Regions from separate parts of the Mus musculus genome. Here region 2 is linked to region 1. A link is a contact called in public HiCAR-type data. All regions are on one chromosome and are shown on one strand. Each heading gives the region's core, a stretch centred on a gene start, on an enhancer-like site or on the middle of the called end of the contact. The rest is flanking DNA. Distances are from core to core; before and after follow the strand shown.

Region 1 (2,716 bases), core at 142-2,641:
CTTAGCAGACAGAAAAGGGAGTCTCAGGGAGGGGTAATTTGCCCACAACTTCTTAGTGTCCAGCCAAGAACAAACTATTAGGTCTCTCTGTTTGGAGCCCACCACCTTTGCGTGAGTCACATGCTCTGTGTCTCTTGAGTCACCAAATGTTCCACATTACAATAAAAGACTCATTGTGAAGCCAATACATGGGTATATAGGTCTCAGAAGTTATTATCCATAAATAGTTTTTGCCCATTTCTTTGTCTGTTTCATTTCATCCAGTGGAGACTGCCCTTCCCCTACCAAGAGACACAGAGCTGGTGAATGGCTCATCTTCTACGGGCCCTTGGCTTCATGGTTAATTCCCTACAAATAATTCAAGGATGAATATGTCTCTGGTCTCCTTTTTAGACCTTTATTCCCAATCAAGAAAAGGGGTGGGACCATTCCTCTCTCTTGAATTCATGTATTTGCACATGTGTGTACACCCATGTGTACATGCACATGCATGTGCCTGTGGAGGCCAGAAATCAACCCTCCATGCCATTCTTTAGGTGTGGTCTACTTTATTTTTGAGACAGAGGCCCTTGTTGTCCTGAAGCTCACCCATTATGCCAGGTTGGCTGGCCAGCTCCCATCTGTGTCACATTAGCCCTGAGATTATGGGCGTGTGCCACCATACCTGATTTTGTTTCCACACGGTCCTGGGGTATCCAGGTCCCATACTTGTCTGACAAGCACTTTAACCAAGTGAGCCATCCCCCTGGTTCTCCCTTGGTGGTTTTGGGAATGAATTTTCCTCATGTCGGGATCTCCGATGAGTCATTTCCCGGATCCTACCATATGACTACTTTGAGCATCTCGAATCACACCTTTGCCACAAGCATCGCCTCCGTGCCTCAGGAAGTGACTTCAGGAACATCCAGGCCTGTGGAGCTGCTTCAGGGTCAGCAGAAGAGTCTAAAACACCACAGGCAAAAATGGAAGACATTGTCAGCCAGGTTGTCCTTGATCTTCCAGGCCTGTCGGGTTCCTGGGGGTAATTCTAGTCAGAAGCCATTTACCACTCTGGGTTGGAAATCCTTTCTACCCTGAGAGCATACCTTCTGTACCTTCTTGTCGGCCCATCAAGAGGTGGGGACAATGAGTCCCCCATCCTTCACAAGAAACCCATTTTAAAGTCTTTACGCCACAGATCTCAGTGTCCTGGGGTATATCTAGGATCCTGAGACCCCTGGAGCACTTGAGTTTATTCATATTGAATGTGTGCCTTAGGGGAAAAGCACTTGAGTTTATTCATATTGAATGTTTGCCTTAGGAAAAAAAAAATTGCTCTAGGTTCCAGAAAATCTGTCCAACTATCTCCCACTGGGCTCCGGGATTCCTAAGATCTTCAGAAGTTGGGCCCAGGATCAACACAAACCCAGCTTCTGCTGCGTTTCCACACATTTCCACATATCCTGTCTGCCTAGCTCCCCGCTCTCCCACTTGTCTTTTCAGAGACAGTCTCATGTAGTCCAGGCTACCTGGAACTTACTCACTGTGTAGCCAAGGGCCCTCTTAAACTTCTGGTGCCCTTGCCTCCTTGTAGGAGGATCACAAACATACACAGTTTATATCGCCTCACGCAGCCTGGGCAAGCATTCTACCAGCAGCTAGCCTGTTTCCTCACCTTTACTCAGCTTGGAGTTCTCACCCCGAGCTCTCTCCTTGGGCTCTAACTGGAGGCTTTCGTTGCTTATGGCCATCTTATAGCATAGGGCAGACAAGCAGAGGACATATTCTTCAGACTAAAGCCAAGTTCAAATTCTGAGACTTTGGTTTACCAGTGGCTCATCCTAAGGAGTCAGTCTTTCTGAGCTCAGTTTCCCCTCATCTTCCCCACCTCCTAGTGGTAATGGTAAAATACAGAAGGTCTGTGGTAAAGGGAGCAAAAAGGTCCAGCTCAGCCTTGATGCGGTGGTCACGTCCCACAGCCCAACTAAACAGACTCCCTTGGTGCTTAGCACAGCTTTCTTAATTAACTTGAAATAAATCTTTGCCAGCTTCCTCGGCTGCCTGGAAGGAATTTCCCCTATGGTCCTGTTTTAGTAAAGAAAGAAGTCAGAAAACTGAACGGTCAGTAGTCAGCAGGTACTGAAGAGAGCTATGAAGTAAGCCGGATGCATCCGGCTTACTTCATAGCTCTTGGCTCTGTCTGGAGTAGAGGAAAACCTGGAATTACTGTAAGTTCATCATAGCAGCTGGTCCAAGCAAAACCCGCCAGACTTGCTTAGAGGCCAGCTCTGGATTGCAGCGATAGCTGTGGCCTTCTGAGAGGCAAGAAGAAATTATTTATCTAACTTTTTTTTTTCTCAGTCCCAACCAAGAATTTTCTTTGGCTCAGAACAATGTTAAGGGCCGGTTCTCATTTGCACGGAACTCATGTGAGGATATGAATCTCTGACAGTGTTTGGAGACTTCTTAGAAAGACAAGCACTTTTCTTTCCACGGGTGCCTGTCTCATGATTCAGGAATAATTATTCATCCAGGAAAGCTAATCCTCGGGTCTCATTTGTGCTTGGATTGTGCCAGAACTGCCCATATAAGCACACTGTAATTTTCCACCGCATGCCGTCTGGGCATCACGAAGAGAGCCACCAAAGGCCATTTACCCTCCTTCCAAATTGGCAGTCTTTGTCTACTTGAACCCATGTTAACCAATGTGGCACATTTTAATGCATCTCACTGTGTC
Region 2 (3,064 bases), core at 408-2,907, 280 kb after region 1:
TTGTTCTTGTTTGTAGTTCCATTAAAACCGAGTTGACACCCTTAGTCACAAAGGAACCCTCTAGTCTGTTGGATGCTCAATCAAGATCCATTATCACCACTCTGTCTCACATTTAAAAGTAGGGGGCTAGAGAGAAGGCGGCTTGGAGCGTAGCAGTTGAAAGCATGAACTGCTTCTCCAGAGAACCAGAGTTCAGATCCCAACACCCAGTCGGTGACTCAGCACCACCCGTAGCTCCAGCTCCCACAGATCAAACACCCCTGGCTTCCCTGTACACCTGCACTCATGTACGCAGTCGTGCATGCACACAGTCAGGAAAAGAATAAAAATTATAATCTTTTGAAAGTAATACAAGTTAGTTACAAGTAATTCAAGAAGATAAAAGAATACGATATAAAATGTGAGACAGACTCTAGGCCCAGTTACCTGTCAACCCAGTCTGAGGGTTGTACATGGATGGATACAGTATTTGTATACAATTAGGACATTTTCTTACAGCAGTCAGCATTTGAGGATATGTCTTAGTTTTTGTTCTTTTTAGTAAAGATGACTCATTAGCATTAGTAGAATTATTGGGGGAGTAACTAACACTGAGGCCTTCCCATTTAAATTTAAATCCCAGAGCTAGTGTCTATGAGATCACTGGAACGCTTGTGTACCAAAGTACTGGTGATGTGTATCTGCCATGCAGGTTTCACTGGGTAACCTATAGCTTATTCACGTACAGCTGTTATTTCACTGTGTGTGATTGGTTGCCTGGTGGTTGTTGCTTATTTAAGAGGGACATTTCATGGATGGAATGTCCCTCTTAAATAAGCAACAACCTGGGAAAGTGGCAGCATTCTTTGTACACTGATGAACTAGGTAAGGTCAGGCCACCTCCGCTGGACGCCCAGGACTTCATTACCTGGCTCAGTTGGAAAGCAAGCAGTCTGAACAGAGACTTAGTTGGTAGGGCTAAGACCTTGAGTCTATGACAGTTCCAGCCTGAAGCCTACAGTGGGTCCTTACCTGGAGTTGTGTGGGTAATATTAATTGCATTTTTGTAAATGAATACTTGCATTGGTGGGAAATTTGCAATGCAAACAGACAGCCTTTTCAGACGAGGCTTATTGTAATTAGAGCAAGCTTTTAAGATTCTTTGAAGTACTGAATGTTTATGAAATTCAAATGGGGGTGTGCAGTCTGCACAATAAAGGGTCCCGGTGGTGTTTTTAAAAATCGTCTATTTTGTGGATGTAAATATATGCCATAATTAGTGGGAAGTAAGTTGAAGAGCTAGGCTGGCTGAGTTTATTCCTGTTATTCTTATTTAAAACAGCTGTGGCCTCTGCTTCAGTGGTGTTGTGTCAGGGCACACAGACTCCAGTGAATGGCTGCACTCAGGGGCCCACTTCCCTGCTGGCAGCCCCTTCCTTCCCTGTCCCCATAGGCAGGCTGTCTAACTGGAGCGGTGTCCAGCACAACGCAGGCCTCCCCTGCCCAGACCCCTGAATCCTGTGGGGTGGGCATGCAAATGAAGCAGTGTGGGAGGGCTCTGGGGCTGCCAGCTCTCTCCAAACCTACCCCCTCGCTCCCTAGTTAAGCTCAGTCTCTCAGGGCCCCTTTGCCCTGTGCAGAGCAATTGTCCTTTGGCGCCTGTGGGAGCAGCTGCAAAGCCCGCAAGGCGTGCCCTGCCTGGCCTAGCCTCACCATGTGGCAGGCCTGGACAGCCGCCCACAGCAAGGCCCAGCTCCTGGTGCCGCCTGCCAAGCAGCCAGATGCTGCCATTGGGAAAAAATTGCTTCACAATTTGAAATCTTGGTCCTTTGATCATGGCTCAGAGAGGATGCAGAGGGGAGATTCAAAGTGGTGGTTTGAAAACGGCCCATCCATCAGTTCCCATTACACTGGCTCTTGTCAAGGACAGTCCTGGATGGTTTTCATTTCTATAACCTCATAATTCCTGCCCAGCCCTCTGCACACTCAAAAATGAAGGGAGATAAGTTGGAAGGGTATGTCCACAGGCTGCCCCTGCCCCTTTATGTCTTTACCTTAGGGGTTCTCTCCTTACTCACCCAGCAAGCTTTGCCTTGTTAGCCTGTGACACCGCCAAGTGTCCTTTCTATGTGGGCTGTCAGCTCCCTTGTAGCCAGTTCTCCAGAGGCCACAGGGTTTGCAGGGACAGTTTCTCTGTCCTTGGCCCTTTGCCCTGTCCCCTCTTCAGGGTCTGGATCCCACACACCTAGACCAGGCTTCATTTTAAAGATTTTTTTTTTCTCCCTACCCAAGACAGGGTTTCTCAGTGTAACAGTCTGACTGTCCTGGAACTCTCTTTGTAAACCAGGCTGGCCTTGAACTCACAGAGATCCACTTGCCTCTGCCTCCCAGGAGCTGGGATTAAAGGCATGGACTACCACACTGGACTGATAATTGCATTTTTCATGTTTGCCCCAAAGCACAGGTCTCCCCCCCAACCCCTAATCCATGAAATTGAACAGTGAACCATAGCTTTGAATAAATAGGTATATTGAATAAGAGGACAATGAGGAGAAGCCATGCCTTAAGTGTCTCATGTAGCAAAGGCTGGCTTTGAACTCCTGATCCTCTTGCTTTTGCATCCCATGTGTAGATTATAGGCATGTGCCAACATTCCTGGTTTATGAAGGCAAAAGACTAAACCTAAATCCTCATGCATAGTAGTCGAGCACTCTCCCGACTGGGTTACATCCCCAGCCCCAGCGGTATATTTTTGTTGGTATATTTTTGTTTGTTTGACCTGCCTTTGACACCTGCCTCTGCCCCTACCCTGCTTTCCAGAACTTGCCTACAAACAGATCTTGGAGCCTTTAATCCACTCAGCGTGTTAGTAACTTCTTTTTTGTTGGTTTCTGGAGGAAATTCCATAATGTGTCTCTGCTCATGACTTGTGGAGAGTGGTGGGTTTGTATCTGTCTGAGTAGTTACACCTTATATGCCAGATGTGTCATGGAACTCACAAACCAGGGAAGCATCCTGCTTTGTTTACCTGGGAAAAAGCCAGCCTGCTATTTGCACCCATGTGGACTGAATTGATGGCCATCAT

Evidence for each region. HiCAR-type assays count read pairs that join an accessible place to other places.
Region 2: a contact with region 1 is called in a HiCAR-type map of astrocytes, with 2.1 times the contacts expected there. The contact joins two enhancer-like sites. A contact is called at or near these places in 5 of 484 Hi-C or Micro-C datasets (the AML12 cell line, the AtT-20 cell line, embryonic stem cells and 2 more) and 3 of 115 datasets of contacts at active chromatin or transcription factors (astrocytes, embryonic basal ganglia and heart atrium).

The regions. Positions count from the first base shown.
Region 1 is chr7:112,601,745-112,604,460 of GRCm38.p6, forward strand. No RefSeq gene overlaps it. Among named protein-coding and RNA genes, the nearest start is that of Gm24154, 15 kb to the right of the region's middle. Within about 2 kb of position 1,392, at least 54 of the 459 cell types and tissues checked have an H3K27ac peak or open chromatin away from gene starts, as enhancers often do. A contact at or near this core is called in astrocytes, where this site is marked.
Region 2 is chr7:112,882,429-112,885,492 of GRCm38.p6, forward strand. The region is part of intron 10 of Tead1 (TEA domain family member 1); the gene reads left to right. Among named protein-coding and RNA genes, the nearest start is that of Rassf10, 70 kb to the right of the region's middle. Within about 2 kb of position 1,658, at least 111 of the 459 cell types and tissues checked have an H3K27ac peak or open chromatin away from gene starts, as enhancers often do. A contact at or near this core is called in astrocytes, where this site is marked.